Regions from separate parts of the Mus musculus genome. Here all the other regions are linked to region 6. A link is a contact called in public HiChIP or PLAC-seq and promoter capture Hi-C data. All regions are on one chromosome and are shown on one strand. The core of a region is the stretch at or near the end of the contact, and the rest is flanking DNA. Distances in the headings are between cores, read along the strand shown. Region 1 holds the start of Med11 (mediator complex subunit 11). Region 2 holds the start of Gp1ba (glycoprotein 1b, alpha polypeptide). Region 3 holds the start of Zfp3 (zinc finger protein 3). Region 4 holds the start of Hes7 (hes family bHLH transcription factor 7). Region 5 holds the start of Pfas (phosphoribosylformylglycinamidine synthase (FGAR amidotransferase)). Region 6 holds the start of Plscr3 (phospholipid scramblase 3). Region 7 holds the start of Pelp1 (proline, glutamic acid and leucine rich protein 1).

Region 1 (2,700 bases), core at 108-2,607, 610 kb before region 6:
TCTCTGGTGCAGGGCACACTCTGGATCATCCGAACTCAGTTCTCCAGCATCTGCTCACAGGTTCTCGCCACATCACTAATCTTGAGGCGGGCGTAGTCTACTCGCTTTAGAGCCATTTGACAGTCCTTCCTGGAAGAGTAGCTGGAGCCCTCATGCGGCTGCCCTGTGGCCACCTACAAGTCAGATCAATCAATGGGGTACTGCCTCTCTTTACCACCCACAACCGGGCAGTATTATTTCTCTGGTCTCACATCTTTCCCAAGTTTGATCTACATTAGTTGACTGGTAACTCAGTGTTCTAAGGCAACAACAACAACAACAAAAAAAAAAAAAAAAGAAAAAGCTTAACCACTGTGTGAACCTCATCTATGAAATAGGGACCACAGCGAATACTTCCTAGAGTTTTAGGATATGCCCAGCACACCACAGATGTCAGTAAACAGTAGCAGCTGGAGTAAAGACTCTGGAAGCCTCTTAGCGATGTCTGTCTTCTTAGTCCCCAAGCAAATATGGCCTCACAAGTTTCTGGGAACAACGTTCGGTAGCTTCAGTATTTATTTATTTATTTATTTTTATTTATTTATTTCAGTACCTGGGCCTCTTTATGGTAGGTAAGTGCTCTAACACAGAGCTCCAACTCTCTTTCTGACCTACTGGGTCTGAATTGCCCAGACAAGTTTTGAACTTGTGATCTTCCAGCCTCAGGCACTTAAGTAGCTCAGAATACCGGCCTGTGCCAGCTGGTATGCCTAGGGTATTGTTTATACACCCTAGACATTTTTAATCCTTTCCTTTTAGAGGACTAAACCAGCCCTGAAATGAAAGTACCTATCGCGTAAGAGGCAGTCTTACCTAGCTAAAGCTCAGGGAATCCCCAAGGCTAGGGCGTTGGTTCAGAGCTGGGGTCCCCGCCCAGCACCTTCTAGACACACCCACCTGAGTGAGGTAGCGGATTTGAGCGGATAGCTCTGCCTCCACGTGCTGCACAGAAGTGGTGAAGGCTGCCGCCTGCCGGTCGAGGAGCCGCTCGTTAGTCTTTTCCTTGGACAGTTCCAGGATCGCCGTTCCTGCCAGGGCGGGGAGAGGGCGATGTCAGACCCAGGCTTCAGACTCAGCCCCGCCCTAAGGCTAGCATTCAGGTCCCGCCCCAACTGCACGCAGAGTCCCGGGCTGGTCTTCACCCCTTGCCGTCTGCCCCTCGCTTCCCGAACCTGCGTTCTGGAGGATGGCGCCGATTTCACGCTCGATATCCTCCAGGGCGCGCAGCCGCTCGTTCGCCAGACTGTAGGTAGCCATCGTTCCAGTGGAAAGCCCCACAGGCCGTCTTTTGCGAGGTGTGGCGCCACAGCCCGGAAATGCCTGTTAATGTGCGCCTGCGCAGAGGCCACTGCAGCGAACACTACAATTCCCAGGATGCTCAGCGCGGCCTCGCCCTTCCGAGTCTACCTGGTCTAGTCTGACTGCCAGGGCGCTAATGCCAGGCCAGACAGGGGTGGAAAGAGGCGGTTATTGACTTGTTTTCTGACAGGATCTCAGTTTAGACCAAGTTGGCCTGGAACTCATAGAGATCCTCTGGTGTAATAGGTCTGTCAAAAATGAAGATAGTTTAAAGAGATACTTGTATCTCTTCAGTCTTGACTATCAGAACTTGTCTTCCAGAAAGAGATTTTACACAGTTCTAACAACTTGTCAGACCACTTTACAGGATGAGACTGAAGCCCAGATAATGAATAGTCAGTGATGGGTGTGACCACACACCTTGACTGAGGGTGGGGGTGCGGGTGGGGGTGGGGTACTTAGATGTGCACAACCTTGCTCTATTTAAACTTTGATGTTGCGTTAGCACCCTGAAGACTGACTTGAGGGGGCTTGCCGGATCTCTTTGTCACTCTTCCCAATGTGGCCACATTGGATACGTCTCCTTTTTTAACTTTCCATTTTTAATTGGCTTATTAAAGAAGGGTGGCCAGACATGACTTGGGCACTAGTCTTCCCCTCACCCCCTTCCCCACAAATTGAGTATCACTGCCTCTGCCTCCCTAAATACTGGGATTAAAGATATGAGCCACCACTGAAACAGCCCTGTGGCCCAAAGCCACTCAGACCTCTCTGATTTAGTTAACTGTCTGACTTACTGAATTTATAAGAATTTATTATTAAGCATTGGCCCTGGGCCAGGTGATGACAGTGGGAGTTCAAGTGGGTTCCTCCATACTGGGTAGTCATGGGCTCTTTGGTGGCCAACCTCTCCCAAGGAAAGCATGACATTCTCCGTGCCTAAGGCTTCTTCCTGATCCTGAGCCCAGCTCATTCTCATGTCCTGGTTCCTTCCCTCGACCTTTCTGTCTTTGATTATCAATTAGGTGTGCTAGGCTCTATGGATATAGAGATAAATGAAATGTTCTCTCACTCAATGGTGTTTGTTAGCTTATTTTATTTTATTTGGTTTTTTTGAGACAAGGTTTCTCTTTGTAGCCCTGGTTGTCTTGGAACTTGCTCTGTAGGTCAGGCTGTCCTCGAACTCACCAAGATCCGCCTGCCTCTGTCTCCTGAGTACTGGGATTAAAGGTGTGCATCACCACTGCCCACCAAGATTTATTTATTTAATTTGGTGAGTAAGGGTATTTTGTATCTGTATGTGTGTCTGTGAGTGATGTGCATGCATTGCTCATGGAGGTTAGAGAGGACATTGGATTGTTT
Region 2 (2,700 bases), core at 11-2,510, 790 kb before region 6:
TGCTGCGGCGAGTAGGCTCCAGTGGGTAGTATGAACTTTAGTGTTAGTAGAGAACTTGACCTCAGTTCTTGTGGCAGGGACGTCAGGGATATCATCATAGTCATCATAGTCTGTGTCACCACTACTAGTAGGGCAGCCCTTCCCTGGGTAGGAGTAGACAGGCGCATTGTCCAAGTTGGCACATCGTACACTGGCCACGTTAGGAGTTGTGTCCTTGACATCCACACCCTGCTTCCATAAGTAGACATTGTTGGCATTTTCCTGGAGCCAGTGACGGAAGTAGAGGATTTCACAATCACAGTACCAGCTGTTGGCGTGGAGAAAAACAAAAGGCAAGAGGAGGGTCCCAAAGAAGCCCTTTGGTATTGTGCGAAGCCAGTTCCTTTGAAGGTAGAGGGTATCAAGATCCTCCAGCCCATCTAGGAGCCCAGAGGGCAGCTCACGCAATTTGTTGTTGGCCAGATTGAGTTTCTTCAGCTTGGTCGTTGGCAACAAGAGCCCGGGGGGCAGACTCTTAAGATCATTGTTCTGCAAGTAGAGCTCTTGGAGTTGGCTTAGGCCATCCAGGACACCAGGAGACAGTGAGCCCAACTTGTTGAAGGAGACGTCTAGAGTAGTGAGTGCAGGCAATGCCCATCCTAGGGAGGGCAGGCTTTTCAGGTTATTATGGGATAAGTCCAGGTTTTCCAGCTTTATCAGTTTACCATTGGTCTGCAGGCTCGTCAGCTCACATCTATCCAGGTACAGATAAGTGAGGTGAGTGAAATGCACCAGTGATGCTGTGGAGAAGGTACCCAGTTGGTTCTCGCCCAGGTGGAGGATGCCTGTGTCTGCTGGCAGGTCTGCAGGCAGTGCTGTCAGCTTCTTGTTCTCACAGTTTACTTCCAGCAGGCTGGTCACTTTGGAGATACTACAAGTGTGCTGGGAATGCAAGGGACTTGGCAGCAGGAAGAGCAAGATGAGGAGAGCCATATGAACCTGTGGGCAAAGGGATGCCACCCATTACATCATTTTCCCAGCTTTTAGCCCTTCACTGCTGCAGTTCTTAGGATCCCATCTAGAAACAGCTTCCACACCTCCCAGACTTTTCTCTCCTTTTCCACCCCTGCCTCCAGCCCTTGGTTCTTATTCCCTCCTTAGAACCTTCTCCACCTCTGGTCCCAGCCCCAGCTTACAGTCAGACAGACAGTCCTTTGGAGGAACAGAGCTTCTTCCAGGCTATGACTCGGTCCTTCTCTCTACTAGCTGCAAGGAGAGCCAGCCCAAGAGCAGGAAGGAGATAGAGTTGGGGAGGAAATGACAACCTGATAATCAGCTCCTGTGACCCAGGGAACAGTCTCCCTTGCGGGCAAAGGCTCTTATCAGCTCTCTGCACAGCATTCCCCAAAGCCCTCCTTTTGGTTTTACATTCTCACTTTCCTTCCACCCCGGAGAGATCTAGAGACTTTGCAGCTACTAGCCACCAGCATTCAAAAGCTCCTTTGAGTGCTGCCTCTCTTCTCCATAGCAGTTCTTAGAGATGTCATGCTTCCTTACACTCCATGCCACCTTCCTACCCTAAGCTGAGCCCCTCCCGAATCTGGGGACTGCTGACATTCTAGTCTGCATCCCCTGGGCACGTGACTGGTATTCTCTAAACTGTTTTTGTAGCCTCCATACTCAGGACTATTCCTTCCTGGGGATGTGACAAGTGACACTCATTTTCTCTAGCCTGTGTGGTTGGTCCTTCTCAGACTCCTCTGTGGCTTCCTCTAGCTTTCTGGAGCAGTAAACCTGCTTCCAGAGGCTTCATAGGTTTTTGTATCATAACCCCATAAGTGCCTGGGAAATACTTTGCTGTGCATTTAATCACCACTTCTGCCCTAGACTTAAGTCTTTATCTCTAGTCTAGATCCTGTTTCCTGAGGCCTACATACTTAACATTAGATGCCACTTGGAGTTCTCTTCTTACATGTTCTTCAAGTATAGAAACAGTGTACATCACTGAGAGGTTCTGACAGGAAGGCCATGAGTTTGAAGCCAGCTTGAGCTACAAAAGAAGACCCTTCTCATTAAAACAACAATAATAACAATGACGACAATGACAACAACAACAAAATAACATCGAAAACTCAAGTATATTAAAAATCAAGTTCATTATGCAAATAGCTTCATCTGCTGGCCTGAGGTATAGGACTGTCTATAACACCAGTCCATGGGAAGCAGAGGCAGGAAGATCATGAGTTTGGGGCCATCCTGAGCTGTATACTGAGACCGCAAACCAAACAAAAAAGAAGCCCCATAAAAAAAAAAATAGCTTCTCCTCCTCTGTTGTCCACAGCTACTCAGTTACCTGGTCCTTTTAAACACTTCCTGATACTCCTTCCACCTTAACACCCTGCTATCAAATCCTCCTGATTTTAACTCTGGTCTCTTTGAAATCCTTCCATCTTCCACTCCCCAGCCCAAGGCACTATCTTCTTTGCTGCAGTAGCCTTCTGGTTGGTTTCTAAATTTTTTTAACTTCCCTTCTATTTCACCTAGGAGAACTGCAGATTTGCTAGTCTTTCAACTACTAGAACTCACCAGTGCCTCCTGACAGTTCTCAAAAGGCAATCTGAAGTACCTAAACAGGGTCTTCAGAGGCCTACTGGATCTGAAACTTGCCCACCTACCTGCTCAGCCCCATTGTTCAATGCTTTGCTCTCTCCTGATCATTCT
Region 3 (2,700 bases), core at 113-2,612, 920 kb before region 6:
TAGTGCCACTTCAACCCCATAGTACACACGTTGTGGTGACCTCCGACCATAAAATTATTTTCATTGCGTCTTCATAATTATAATTTTGCCATTACGAGTGGTAGTGTATATATTGTAAAGGGGATATTCAAGTCTCAGAGGGGTTGCACCTCACAGGCTGAGCACCACTGTTCTACAATGTGACCAAGGATGACATTCTACTCATCTTGTTAACCTCAGTGCTTAGCACATTTCTGATACCTGGAAAACATTAAGTGAGGTTTCTGAGCTATCTGGGTGAATGTCTGCAGTTGTTTTAAAGGTTAATTGAAGATTCCATTCACCATTGTCCCTAAAGAGACCAGAGCAGTGTCTGACAGATAACTGGTATCAACGTTTTATAAAAATAAGTTCTTAGCCGAGCACGATGACCCACACCTTTAATATCAGCACATGGAAGACAGAAGCAGATGGATCTCTGAAAGTCTTAAGTCAACCTGATCTACCTAGTGAGTTCAAGACTAGCCAGAGATATGTAGGGAGACCCTATCTCAAAAAAAAAAAAAAAAGTCAAACTAAGGCAACAACAAGAAAAGTTCTTTCTCCCAAGACACTATTTATCTTCCTCCTTTGGTATCCAGGATCAAGGGAACTCTGTCAATTCTGTGCTCAATTCAGTCTCATTTATGATTATTATTATTATTCTTAACTATGTGTAGTTGTGTGTTGCTACAGAGTTATAGATGTGTGTGCACATGAGTTACAGATGATACGAGGCGCCTGATTTGAGTTCTGGGAACCAAACTAGGGTCTTCTGGAAGAGCAGCAAGAACTACTGTGTCTTCTCTTTAGTCCCAATTCTATCATCTTTCTTTAACCTTAGTAAGCCAATGTCCTGCCTGCCAGCACAGGTCACAACATGCCACGGGGCCCCCAATTTTTGCCTGCTATTCGTTCTAGCAGTATACTTAGAGAATGAAATGAGAGAGAGAGAGAGAGAGAAGAAAAATAGGCATAGGTCTTTGGCATGCCCGTGTCGGAGCCTGCTTCTCCAGTTTCCCTGGCTGACAAGGCCTGCAAGCAGAATTAGGATCGGGCCCCTGACAGTGCCCAGGCTCCACCCTCTCCGTGTGCAAATGAGTAGGAGCCCCCGATGCCATAAAGTCCAAGGTCACACAGCAAACCCGAGTCAGGGGCGGGCCTACAGTCAGAACTCCAGCTCCAGGCCGGGAGCCCCGCGCCCTCCTCCCCCGGGCACGACGGAACCAGAGAGGCCTCACCGCTGGCGGATGCCGCCCACGCTCCCTCCGCCGGGCCCGAGGCGCTGCACCGCGGCGCGCACAGAACCGCAGCTGTTGTCTGGTGTCACGGGCGACCCACGCCGGCCACTTCCGGTACCGGGCGCACTGCGGCCAATCCGCGCGAGCCGCACTCGCGGGAGGAACAGGTGGCCAGCGAGCCCACGCCCCCATGCCCGTCTCAGCTTTCCCGTCTGCCGTTCTCGCCCACATTCACCCCATCTTCGCCCGGTCGGACAGGGCCGGTCGGCTAGCTGGAATGTCCCATGCACCTCGCGAAACCCACTGTGTCCCTTGACCACTGACGCGCAGGGTCCTCCCGGTTTCCTAGACGGGCCCCGGGGATGCACTTCCGCCCCGCAGCAGCCGCTCTGCGCGCCCCTGACGTTTCCGTGGGCTGGAAAACTCGAAACTCCGCCACGCTTCCCGCGGGGACGTGTCGAGCAGCCGCGTTTGTGCCTCACCTCCCGCTTTCCAAGAGTCTGTCAACTCCGGTTCCTAGATTTAGGGTGCGCCTGTCATCTTCTAGGAGCGAGGGGGGAGGGGAGGCCTGCTTTGAGGTCAGGAAGGCTTCAGGGAGTGATGCTTTGACAAAAAACTCAAGGTTGAGTGTGATTTCCGTTTTCCGCAGGCAATGGGAACTGCACTATTTGCTGGCCTTTCTCTCTTCTTGAATAAATTTGGTCTTTTAGCACAGCACGTATGTGACTATGAATGTGGTGATCCTCCTGCCTCAGCCTTCCAACTGCTGAAGTGAGCAACCAAGCCCAGTGAAGTAGATCTCTGTGTGGGGGAGGGAGAGGTTGAGGCAGTTAGGACTGGCCTTGAATTAATTATGCTCAGTGGTGGCCCTGGCTTGACTAATCACATTATCCCCTTCCTTCTGACTGGTCCAGAGGTGAACATTAGATACAAATAAGACTGAACAGTCCTTCCTTCCAGTTGCTATCTGGGAAGGTGGTGCAGTTTGAAGCAACATTTGTAAGGAATCAGGTCTTTTCTGAAGCCATGGTCTTTGTAATAGACCTAAACAAGGAGATCTGAACCGAGAAAAGGCAAAGGAGGCTGGGGGTGTGGCTTAGAGGTCGAGCACTTGCCTGGAATGTGCTAGGTAGGCCCTAAATTCAACCCCTAGTACTGTTAAACAAAATAAATAAATGAAATAAAAACAAGACATTTGAAGAAAAGGCAGGGGGGGTAACTAGTTTTGAGTAACTAGTTCTGAGGTAAGGGCTGGGGAGATGACTCATGGAGTTAAAGCACTTGCCATGCAGTGGAAGGACCTGAGTTCGAATCCCCAGAGCCCATGAGCAACTGTAATCCCGATGCTCCAAAATATAACAGTGCAGAATACACATGACTATTCCCAAAGGGAGAGATGGGGGCACAGGGAGGGAATAACTAAACCTGAGCAAGAAAACAC
Region 4 (2,700 bases), core at 152-2,651, 730 kb after region 6:
TTTTAGAAAACCCCAAGTGGGAAACTGACGCAGGCTGGAAGCTCAGTTTACCGAGCCAGACTGGAAACTTACAGACCAGCAAGGTGGAGAAGAGCAAGTTCTGAGAGCGAGAGGGGGTCTGGGATGGGATTTCAAGGAGCAGGCTTGGGTCCAGAGTCACCACTCCAGCTTATGTCCCCACCCCAGTAGAAAGCTCTGGGACACAGGTACAGAATGCTTAGGGGCCTGGGGCCAGCGGTGGAACTGACCTGGTCCCTGGTCCTCTCCAGGAGCAGCAGCCTCAGCTCTTCTAGGCTGCGGTTGATGCGGTCCCGGCGCCGCTTCTCCACCAACGGCTTCAGCATCTGTGACCAGCGGGAAAGGAAGAGCGGGCCGACCGGACCGAGACTCAGCGCCGCCGCGCAAGCGTCCGATCCTGCCGCTGGGAAAACCCCCCATGCGCCCCTTTCCCCTAATCCCAGGCTGCTTGGGTCTGGTCCATTCGTTTCCCTCTCACTCCCTGCTACTTCCCAGTCCCTTGGGTCGCTTTCCGTGGCTCGCCCACTTCTCCCTGCCCTTTCTGTGTTCAGCTTTCTCCTCTCTTCTCCCCTCTATGGCACTCTTCTTTTCTCTTTATATCTCTATCTTGTGTCGTCTCCCTCTCAGTGTATCACTGAAGAACTTTAGGGCCACTCTTTGCCCCCAGGCTAGTGAGCCGCGCGATAGAGACCTAAGGTGAAAGGCAGACACACAGTGCGACCACACCTCCTCTTCTCACTCAAACCCTTCACTCGTTCTCCTAATATCTCTCACCTGGCCTCGCACCTCCGGAACCAACGACTCAAAGGTCTTCTCTTTGAGTCAGATGTGGGTTCCCAGGCGCTTACAGACAGCGTCCATAGCCTTTCCTCTATTTTTGTTTCCACCCTCCTCCACCAGCTATGGCCTCTAGCTTATCTCATGTTATAGTATAGCTTCGTGGGGTTTTGTTTGTTTGTTTTATTTTGGTTTGGTTTTTGTTTGTTTGTTTGTTTGTTTTTTCGGTAGGGGTGCACTCTGTGGCCTCGAACTTGCGATAATCCACCTGCCCCAGCTTCCCGAGCCCTAGAATAGGCCACGATGCCCAAATTCTGGCACTTTCCTAGCCACAAGCCTTAGCCCACAATAATGCAAACCCCTAGACCTCCGCTTCCGCAGCCCGCGCAAGTTGGGCTCTGACCCTGCCCTCTTTATACTTTACAGGTTCTTTCGGTCTTTTCACTCTTGTGTCTCCATCCTCATTCCTAGCCCACAGAGTTAGAACCTTTAAGTCCTCTGGCCTGAACAGGGACCCTATTTCCCTCCCTTCCCACCTCTCACCTTGGGGCCGTCCCTATTCTCAGCTCGCTCCCGGGTGACCATTGCTCCTCCGGACCCTTCGGTGGACTCAGCGCGTGCTGCCTAGATCCTTATATCCCGCCGCTGCAGGGTAGGAGGGCTAGGGCCCGGCCCCGCCCCCTTCAGCCCCTAGATGCCCAGCTCAAGGACCCCGGCACGAGGCTCCCGGAAAGGCAGGGAGTGAAGGGGGAGGGGAAGGGGAGGAACTAGCCCCAAATGTGGGAAGTGAGGGGAGGAAGGGGCCACAGGCTGGTTTAAGGACCATAAAGCTGTATAATAAGGCGGGACCCAACTGGAGGGAGGAGATTATTAGGGGAAGAGAGTCTAAGTGAACTGGGAAGAAATCACTTAGGCATGAAATTTGGGGGTCTCCTAGACTAGTAGATTTCTTGGAGGTTCACTATAGCCCCACCAACCCTGAAATAAATGTTGGCATGCTTCTGCCTCCAGGCTGAATATTATAATCTTCTCCCAACCCCTAAAGGTGCAGAGCAGATCTACCGGATTCTACTGGCTGGCTGTGGGAAAAGACGGCGCCGTTGTATCTGTCTCTTCTACTCAATTCCCACAATAACTCCAGTACTTATCCCTGCAGACGTAGTAATAAGGAGAATCTGCCGCCAAACTGACTCTATAGATACTGTGACTTGAGTCCCCGGGAACAGATTTTCCTAAGGATGGCTGGACTAAGGGAGGACAAAGGAAACTTCTAGGGGGAAAAAAATCCTTGAAGTATACGTGAGTGAAGAAATCTTTCCATTCACTACCCTTGATCTTAGTTAGCCAAGAGGCCGAGAAGCGATACCTTTCCGTTTACAAGAACTTGGTTTAAAACTAAATTCAGGAGTACAGCTGGCAGGAAAACATAGAGTGCACCAGTTGGTGGGCGCTCTGGAGGCCTCTAGGGACTGTAGGGGAGCAGGGAGACGTGAGATTTGCTAAAGGGACAAGAAAGGTTTGGTTGCAAAATGGGATCTTCACCCACCTCAAACAAAGAGCATGACCTCTCAGAAGGATGGATATGTCAACACCTGGAGACTTCAGGGCGAAGTGCCTGAGAAGGTAAAATCGAAATTTAACACGACAAGAAGGCCTGGGGAAAGGACATAATAAAGACAGGGCTACAAACCGAGCCAGAAGATAGCTGTGGAGTCAGAGACAAAGTGGAACCCCTTCCCAGAGGCCCTCCACATCCTGAGAGGGTTTTCTGGCAAGAGGCTGCCTTGCCAAAGGCAGAGCAGGAGGGGCCCGGTACTTGAGAAAGGAGGCACCCATTTGGGGTTAGGGCCCTCAGTACATCCCACCTTCCCCTACTTCAGCCAAATGGAAGCACAGATGTGTGGT
Region 5 (2,700 bases), core at 173-2,672, 840 kb after region 6:
AGTGTACTAACATATAATAAATAAATAAGTAAATCTTTAAAATACATATATGTATATGCACACATACTCTCATATCCATATATGCCACATATAGTCTCATAGCCTTTCTATGTATATAGAGATGAAGTCTTTACTTTCAGAAGACAGAGCAATATAAATAAATTTACCAGCTTAATAAAGAAAGGAGCTGCTGGAGAGATGGCTCAGCTGTTAAGAGCACTGACTGCTCTTCCAGAGGTCCTGAGTTCAATTCCCAGCACTCACATGGTGGCTCACAATCGTCTGTTATGAGATTTGATGCTCTCTTCTGGTGTGTCTGAAGAGAACAACACTGTACTCACATAAAATAAATAAATCTTGAATAAATAAAAGGAACCTAAATTTCATTTCCAAAATCTATTTAAACATTGTCTCTTGTTTCTTGCTGTTGCAGGTCTTAGGCTGGCTGTATTGTATTGCATAGGGTCTTTTAAAAGGCTGTTTTGTGAAGGGGGCAGTGGTTGCCCAGGCCTGTAATCCCAGTCTTGAGTCTCGGTGAGTTGGAGGCCATCCTGGTCTACAGGGCTAGTTCTGGGGCAGCCAAAGCTACACAAAGAATTTTCTTTCTTTTGTTTGTTTTGTTTTAAAAAGGGTTTTGGGGTACTTTGCCTAGATTTTACATTAGTCTGAGAATCTCAGACTGTTACATTCTATTAAGGTCAAAGTAACAGAAGTTCTAAATTAAATGACCTTGGAAAACCAATTTATCTTGCATAAACAAAGAAGGCAGAAGGGAGAAAAATACAGAGAGCCAAAACAGTTTTACACGTTAACTTTTTAAATGTAATTTAGGCTAGTGTACTGGATGGTTTTGTGTGTCAACTTGACAACAAGTTAAGAGTCACCTCCAGCCGTAAGGCACTTTCAGTGATCAATAAAATAACATTTTCTCAAGTGATATTTCAAATTCGAGGCGTCTTCTCTTTTTTGAATTTTGTTTTGTCTTTTTTTTTTTTTTAAGATTTATTTATTGTTATATGTAAGTACACTGTAGCTGTCTTCAGACACACCAGAAGAGGGCATCAGATCTCATTGCGGATGGTTGTGAGCCACCATGTGGTTGCTTGAACTCAGGACCTTTGGAAGAGCAGTCAGTGCTCTTACCTGCTGAGCCCTCACCAGCCCCTGTTTTGTCTTTTTGACAGAGGGTTTCTCTGTACATCCTTGGCTGGCCTCGAACTTGCTATGTGGACCAGACTAGTCTAGAATTCAAAGATACTCCTGTCTGCTCTGGCCTCCCAGTGCTGGGATTACAGGCTTGGACTTCTAAAAGAGATTCAGGTTTGTCACTCAAACAGCCCCAACCCACCGCGGGGAGCCTTGGCACCGCCCACAGCCGGCCCGCGCGAATCGCTTCTCCGGCGGTGGCGCTCTCTGATGACGTACAACGAGCGCGCGCCAAGGACTCGTGGGTCTCTGGCGCAAACTGGCGGGCTTCAGGTGAGTACAACCTACGCGTCCTTCCCTGAGTTCGCTTCCTGATGCGGTTCCATTGCTCACACATTCAAACCGAATCCAGGCCGCGTCGTTTTCCCCATTAGGGCGGGTTGGGTCCATCTGGATCCACATGCCTTGGGTAGAGCATCTGTTGGAGCGCGTGTTCTGCAGGCACTCGGTGTAGGTGGACGACCAGACTGAAATAGCCTCATCTCATGGTCTCATTCATCCATCCCTGAAATAGCCTCATCTCATGGTCTCATTCATCCATCCATTCATTCATTCATTCATTCATCCAACCATTCATTCATCAGAAAAATGTGAAGACCACCTGCTTTGTATCAGGCACCATACTAGTCGTTGGGAATACAGTGCCGAAATAAAACCCGGTTCCGATATTTCTGAAACTTACATTTCGCTGGGAATGATAGACGAAATAACTGCAGAGGGCTGCAGATGTAGCTCAGGGTCCTGGGTTCGAGTCTTACAACCTCATAAATCAGGTGTTGTGAAGAACACGAGAAATTACAGCACTCGAGGTTTTGGGAGTAGAAGGACTAGAAATTACCCTCAGTTATATAGCTATTTAGAGGTCAGCCTGAGCTAAATGAGACCCTGGGTGTTTCTCTGTGTAACCCTGGATGTCCTGGCCAGCCTTTAACTCAGAGAGATTCACCTGCCTCTGCCTCCTGGGATTAAAGGCATGTGCCACCTTTGCTTTTTTTTTTTTTTTAAAGGAGGACTGTATGGAGGCAGGGAACTGAGGTGTGATGGGAATAAAGGGTCTGTTCATTTAACAACTCGTGTGGTTGGTTGGTTGATTTTGTTTTTTTGAAACGGTCTCATTTTACAGCCCTGATTGACTTGCAACTCTATGTAAATCCTGAAATCCTGAGATTCACCTTCCTTTGCTGGGATTCAGAGCCCGTACCACCATGCCTAGCAGAGGCAAGTGTTTATTCATTAAGCCACCTCACCAGTGTAGAAGTCATGGTCTTTTCACTGTCTGTGGCAAATAGGATGTGGTTGTGCAGTAGTGGAATCAGACCATTGAAGAATTCGGTGCAATTGGGTGTGGTGATGCATGCCCCTAGGTAGGCTCCACATTAGAAGGCAGTGGCAAGAAGACTGATTTCCAGACCAGCCTGGGCTATATGATAACCTGACCTTTTCCTCATAAAACAACAGCAACAGAGAAAACAATACGCTGATCAGTCCAAATGA
Region 6 (2,700 bases), core at 38-2,537:
CAGGCGGGCACAACAGTTGCTCTCTTCAGCTGCCTGACCCAGTTGCTGTCCGGTTCCGGAGCGAAGTTCATACATATTACAGGTCTCCCAGCCTAGGAACGCTGGGAAGGGCAACACGCTGAGGCTCGGGGGCCACCTGCCCAGAAGCTAACCACTGCCATAAAGATCATGAAGCCCATCTTGCTCCATCCATCTCCTACTCACTTTCCACTCGTTCAGCCTTCTGATGAATCAAGATTTGATCAATCTGTAAAGAGTTAAGAGCAGCGTTGACCTTATCCGTCACCTCGAACTTCAGTTCTCCTCCCAGCCATCCTCTCTCTCACTCACCTGCACTAGGAATTCGAGGCCAGGAGGCACCCCTGGCAATGGCACGAAAGGAGCAGGAGGCCCTGGAGCCACTGGGCCTGGCGAGGGGAAGAGAGCGAAGCCGGGAGCAGGGGCAGGCACCTGGGTGGGCACTGGAGCTTGTCCCGGTCCAGGATGCAGAGCCACCGGCTCTGGATACCCAGATGGCACGGGGTAGGGAGGTGGGGGTGAAGGGGCATAGCCTTTGGGGGGCAAGTAGCCTGTAGGGGAGCAGGAGTAGATTAGAAAGTTATCTGTGGACTCTTCTTTCACAGCCCAAGGACCAGGAGCACCCGCGGAAAACGTAAGAAGAGGCAGAGAATGATGGGGCGGAGGGGCAGGGCGGTGGCTCCCCAGGAGGAAGGGAGGGCCCCACGCAGCCAGTCTGAGCACATTCCTGGAGAATGTGTTCGACACCCGGCACCCAATTTCGTGGGGGCAGGGGGGAATAATGGAGACCCCAACCTAGCGTCAACGTACCTGCCATGGGAATCAGGAGGGGAGTCTTGGGCTTTTGGCGTAGGGGAGACTTAGTTCTGGAGTGGGACAAGCTCGGGAACAGCTAGACAGACACAGAAACAAAGACGGACAGGCAGAGGCGAAGAGGTAGCTGCGCCCAGTACGGGCCCAGGGTCTCTAGGGCGGCACCTAAGACTCGGGGAGAAACCGAAAGTGTCAGCGGGCGGGGCGGGGTACCTAGGACCCTGAATTTTCTTAGGGGCCCCAGGACCGCCCCCTCCCTTTGTTCTCCCATTTTTTCTACGGAGATGGCTGTTGGCAGACGGCAGGGCAGATGGTCCTGAGGTCAGACAGATGACCTGACCCCGAGGAAAGTCTCCTTAACCCCTCTATGGTCCGGCTCACCTGAAGCCCCCAGAATAAGTCGGGGGGCCACGCACTCCGGGGCTCACAGGCGCTGGTGGAGGCGGGCCCAGATCTGACCCCACCCCCGGGTCGCCTAAGTCCCGCCCCCCAGTCCGGGCGGGGCGACTGCGCAGAAAGCAGGCGCTTCTCCTCCCCCGGGGCCGCGGACCTTGGACCTTGTGCGCTTTGTTCACCGTGGTTCCGCCCCTTCCGCTCCGACTGCAGAGGCTTGGAGACCTGGCCTGTTGGAGGGTGATTGCGGCCCTATCCCCAGCAGCAAGACCCTCGCCTTTTCCGCGGGTTGCTGCTCTGCCTCCCCACCGCGTGGCTGCTCCGGTCCCCGGGATCCTCCTCCCAAGGGCGGGGCGGGCCTCGCTGACGCAGCGGAACACCATTCACACTCATTCCTTGCCTCCCAGACTTGGCTCGGTGTTCTTCTCAGGGCGACCTCGCTGTGTTCTCCCCCTGTCACAGCGTTGACCCACTCAGTCACCTCTCAGTTCAGGCACGCCCATTACACGCGTGACAGACTTTCAAAAGGTAACAGTAATGAATGTGCATGAGGTAAGGCTCAGGGAAAGACACTTGAACAGAACAGGCCCTCCATTCCCCAGTATGGAGGCAAAACATGCAATCCCAGCGTTTGGGAAAGGAGAGGCAAGAGGAGAGTCACAAGTATGAGGCCAGTCTGTTTTACATAGTTCCAGACCAAGTCAGGGCTACAATAGGGAGACTCTCTCAAAAGACTCCTTTCCTCAAAAGAAGATAGCATAGTATCTGGGCAGGTGTGGAGGATCGCGAGTTCCAGGTCAGCTTGGGAGTGACCTGGGTCACTAGGGGAGATATTAAAGAAACAAAGCCGAAACTAGCCCATCACTTGTGCCTGGGTCTTAACTTCCTATCAATTGTATATTAGTGCTTGGGGTGCAGACTAGGGATTCTTAGAATTCTAGTTTTTATTGTACAGCCTAAACTGAGAACTACTGTGTCAGAACAACCCAGGAGGCTGTGGGCAGGCCAAGGTAAGGGAGAGGTTCTTACAGAAATCTGGTCCTACTGTGGTGGATTGCACCAGAGACCAGGGCAGTGAGGCAGTGTTGATGTGTATATGAGGGAACATGACTTCATTATGCCTCAGAGATAGGATGTAAGGAGAAAATTGCAAGTTGAGTCATGCTAGGCCTCTGAGACCCTTCTGCACAGCACAGACCCCTCCTCCCCCTTGCCTTGCTGTGCTATGTCATTTACTGCCTGCCCGTGCAATCCCTGGCTTCATATATCTTGGTCTCTCTGTTGACCTTTCACCTCTAAGATCCCGTTCCTTTGGGGGTACTTCTTACTAGTGCTGAAAACCCAGCAAATGAGCGGAAGGAAGCTTTAACTGTCCCCAAATGCCAAATAAGCCCACTTCAGTGTAAGGTTGAGCACAGAGCAATGGGTGGTCTTACCAACAAGGGCCATGTTTCCACTGCTGAGGTCTGCATTCTT
Region 7 (2,700 bases), core at 42-2,541, 560 kb before region 6:
ACTTTTCTAAGAATGGCAACAAGCCTGTCGGCAAAATTGGAAGTCTGTGCAAAGGCCTTGGAATTGATGTTGCTGGAGGATAGAAAGAAGGCTAGTTTAGTCCAAGACTAGGAGAAGAAACAAAACAAAACAAAACCTCAAACATCTCTCCACCCCTAAAACAAAACAACAAAAGACCAGAGGAAGAAAGAAGTGCTTGTACAGCCTGAGGTCAGGTGGTATAGATTCTAGTCTGTGTAGGGAAATATTCTTATCTTTTTTTGTTTGTTTTTTTGAGACAGGGTTTCTCTGTGTAGCCCTGGCTGTCCTGGAGCTCACTTTGTAGACCAGGCTGGCCTTGAACTCAGAAATCTGCCTGCGTCTGCCTCCCAATATGCTGGGATTAAAGGCGTGTGCCACCACCACCCAGTTAATATTCTTATCTCTAGAAGCTACAGAAGGACTCTAAACTGGGAAGGACAAGCTTTCTTGGCTCCAATCTGTAATGTCAGCATTTGAACTTGTGAGCCTGAGGCAGGAATATTGCCACATCATGTCTGAGGCCAGCCTGTTAAAAAGCAAAAACAACAAAACAAAGAACTGGCTTATATCAGAAAAGCCCAATTCGGCTTTTGTGTGGTGTACAGACTGCAGAGGGAGGAAATAAGGCAATGCTGAGGCCTTTGAAAGTGATAGGTTAGCCGGGCGTGGTGGCGCACGCCTTTAATCCCAGCACTAGGGAGGCAGAGGCAGGTGGATTTCTGAGTTGGAGGTCAGCCTGGTCTACAAAGTGATTTCCAGAACAGCCAGGGCCCTGTCTCAAAAAACAAAACAACTGTGTATAGTAATGTAAATACACAAATGACTGTGGGTGTGTCTTGGGGACAGAGTGACACCTCTGCTACTTTGTGGCATGTGCACTGTTTGAGCTTGTTTTTCCATTGTTGGAAAAGCAGTTTAGAACGTTCCAGATTTCAGACTTGGGGTTGGCTCCTTAGATAGGATTACTAAGCCCAGGGAGAAGGTGACCAGAAGCCACGCTGGACTGAGATCTTTCAGACTCCCGCGCCTTTCCTGCAGACCACGTGTCCGGCCTGCGCAGCAACGCCTCCGCCCCGCCCTACAGCGCTCAGCCCGGGTTAGCAGTTTGCAAGCCGCCCCAACGCTGGCGCTCGCCCACATTGCGCATGCCCCCTCCTGCCGCAGGGCGCCAGCCCTCATTCATCCAGCCCAGCAGGCCGCAGCCCCCTCCTCAAGACCCCTCCCCGAGCGGCGTGCGTCGCACTTATGTTTGCGTCATCACGCCACGCCATTGCTCGAGCCTGTGAAGATGGCGGCGGCCGTTCTTAGTGGGGCCTCTGCGGGCTCCCCAGCTGGGGCTCCTGGCGGGCCCGGGGGTCTCTCTGCGGTGGGATCCGGCCCGCGTCTGCGTCTGCTGCTGTTAGAGAGCATTTCCGGGTTGTTACAGCCGCGAACGGCGTCCCCCGTGGCCCCTGTGCATCCCCCAATCCAGTGGGCCCCGCATTTGCCCGGGCTCATGTGCTTATTGAGGCTGCATGGGACGGCAGGTGGGGCGCAGGTAAGTCTGTGGCTCCCGCGGTCACCGTGGAAAGGCTGGTGAGGCGGCTGGGCACCGTGGTCCCGCCTTCCTGAAGCTGACACTGGAGCTGTGAGCTCGAGGAGAGCCGAGAGTGGAGAATAGAGCCACTTAACCATTGAGGACGCGATCCACAGACTTCATTACCTGCGCGTTCCCCAGAGCAGTATTAGGCCCCTTTTCTGTTAGGTCATTGATAAGCACAAAGCAATGAAGGGGCTCGGTTCCATCCCAGGTCCCCTGACTAGTTCAGTCCTCAGCGAAACTTCTTTTGGCGGCGTTTTCCCAGGGTAATTGAACACAAACATTTACTAGCTCTCAGCCAAGGGCCTACCCCTTCCTACTCGGCGCTCCAATTCCAGTCATAGTGGCGATGAGCAAAATGCCATAACACGAAACTAAATCTGGTATGAGTTTCCTAAACCGGTGTAGAGAGAGTATTTAGAGATTTCTCCAAAAGACCTGGAGTTTAAGATGAACAGGGGTTAGGTAGTGAAAGAAAATTAGAAGGGGTAGTTGAAACGTTAGAGGAACACTCGTGTAGGACGGGTTGGAAAATGAGGGCAATGTTTGGGTTCGGGGTTTAGGTGGTTAAAGAGAGTGGGTAGAGTTGAGGCTGGTGAGGTAGGCGGTAGACAATATGTTGTCTACCTGGTTAGGAGCCTGTGCACAAAATATTCACATGCGTTCAGTTCCTACAAGCTAGAAACCCAAGTGCCATCCTCGATATGTGGTTTCTTACACACTTCCATAAGCAGTCTGTGAAGTTCTGCCTTTTTTTTTTTTTTTTTTTTTTTCTTATGGAGGCAAAGTCTCACTATGTGGCTCTGGCTGGTCTGGAACTATGTAGACCAGGCTGGCCTAGAACTCCCCGAGATCCAGCTGCCTGTGGCTGGGCATCCGCCATCTTGTTCAGCTGTATGTGTGTTTATGTTAGTGGTTATGGGCCAAGGGTAGCAACGGTGCACACATCAAAGTCATAGGAACGTTTAGGTCCTAAGGTTCCTGTGTCAAGACAAGGTCTCTTGCCAGTGGTGGACTGTCTAGCCCGAGTGTTTATGTTGATGCTCTTTGGTTTTACCTTGTGTTTCTCAGTAGGGGACGCTGCGATTATAGATGCTTAT

What was found. Promoter capture Hi-C pulls out the DNA fragments that hold promoters and counts their contacts. HiChIP or PLAC-seq counts read pairs in DNA pulled down with a chosen protein or histone mark.
Region 1: a promoter capture Hi-C map of liver shows a contact between it and region 6. The contact joins the promoter of Med11 here to the promoter of Plscr3 in region 6. A contact is called at or near these places in 1 of 39 promoter capture datasets (liver) and 1 of 115 datasets of contacts at active chromatin or transcription factors (astrocytes).
Region 2: a promoter capture Hi-C map of the HPC-7 cell line shows a contact between it and region 6. The contact joins the promoter of Gp1ba here to the promoter of Plscr3 in region 6. A contact is called at or near these places in 4 of 39 promoter capture datasets (the C10 cell line, the HPC-7 cell line and liver), 1 of 484 Hi-C or Micro-C datasets (CD4 T cells) and 1 of 9 other capture datasets (liver).
Region 3: an HNF4G HiChIP or PLAC-seq map of pancreatic cancer cells shows a contact between it and region 6. The contact joins the promoter of Zfp3 here to the promoter of Plscr3 in region 6. A contact is called at or near these places in 2 of 115 datasets of contacts at active chromatin or transcription factors (microglia and pancreatic cancer cells).
Region 4: a contact with region 6 is called in a promoter capture Hi-C map of embryonic stem cells, with 4 times the contacts expected there. The contact joins the promoter of Hes7 here to the promoter of Plscr3 in region 6. A contact is called at or near these places in 8 of 39 promoter capture datasets (3T3-L1-derived adipocytes, cranial neural crest, embryonic stem cells and 4 more), 1 of 484 Hi-C or Micro-C datasets (embryonic stem cells), 2 of 115 datasets of contacts at active chromatin or transcription factors (bone marrow-derived macrophages and pancreatic cancer cells) and 1 of 9 other capture datasets (adipose tissue).
Region 5: a promoter capture Hi-C map of liver shows a contact between it and region 6. The contact joins the promoter of Pfas here to the promoter of Plscr3 in region 6. A contact is called at or near these places in 2 of 39 promoter capture datasets (liver and pre-B cells).
Region 7: a contact with region 6 is called in a promoter capture Hi-C map of liver, with 4 times the contacts expected there. The contact joins the promoter of Pelp1 here to the promoter of Plscr3 in region 6. A contact is called at or near these places in 2 of 39 promoter capture datasets (hippocampal neurons and liver) and 1 of 115 datasets of contacts at active chromatin or transcription factors (pancreatic cancer cells).

The regions. Positions count from the first base shown.
Region 1 is chr11:70,450,575-70,453,274 of GRCm38.p6, reverse strand. It overlaps Med11 (mediator complex subunit 11), which reads right to left and starts at 1,357. Exons shown (of 3, transcript NM_025397.3): 1 at 1,212-1,357; 2 at 937-1,067; 3 at 1-173. The coding sequence starts at 1,296. The coding sequence ends at 36.
Region 2 is chr11:70,637,682-70,640,381 of GRCm38.p6, reverse strand. Gp1ba (glycoprotein 1b, alpha polypeptide) reads right to left here and starts at 1,260. Exons shown (of 2, transcript NM_010326.3): 1 at 1,184-1,260; 2 at 1-978. The coding sequence starts at 972.
Region 3 is chr11:70,763,109-70,765,808 of GRCm38.p6, reverse strand. It overlaps Zfp3 (zinc finger protein 3), which reads right to left and starts at 1,362. Exons shown (of 2, transcript NM_177565.3): 1 at 1,260-1,362.
Region 4 is chr11:69,119,154-69,121,853 of GRCm38.p6, reverse strand. Hes7 (hes family bHLH transcription factor 7) reads right to left here and starts at 1,401. Exons shown (of 4, transcript NM_033041.4): 1 at 1,339-1,401; 2 at 249-344. The coding sequence starts at 1,380. It also overlaps 9130213A22Rik.
Region 5 is chr11:69,007,182-69,009,881 of GRCm38.p6, reverse strand. It overlaps Pfas (phosphoribosylformylglycinamidine synthase (FGAR amidotransferase)), which reads left to right and starts at 1,422. Exons shown (of 28, transcript NM_001159519.1): 1 at 1,422-1,479.
Region 6 is chr11:69,845,204-69,847,903 of GRCm38.p6, reverse strand. Plscr3 (phospholipid scramblase 3) reads right to left here and starts at 1,287. Exons shown (of 8, transcript NM_023564.4): 1 at 1,213-1,287; 2 at 829-996; 3 at 331-569; 4 at 205-247; 5 at 1-101. The coding sequence starts at 835.
Region 7 is chr11:70,408,622-70,411,321 of GRCm38.p6, reverse strand. It overlaps Pelp1 (proline, glutamic acid and leucine rich protein 1), which reads left to right and starts at 1,291. Exons shown (of 17, transcript NM_029231.4): 1 at 1,291-1,558. The coding sequence starts at 1,310.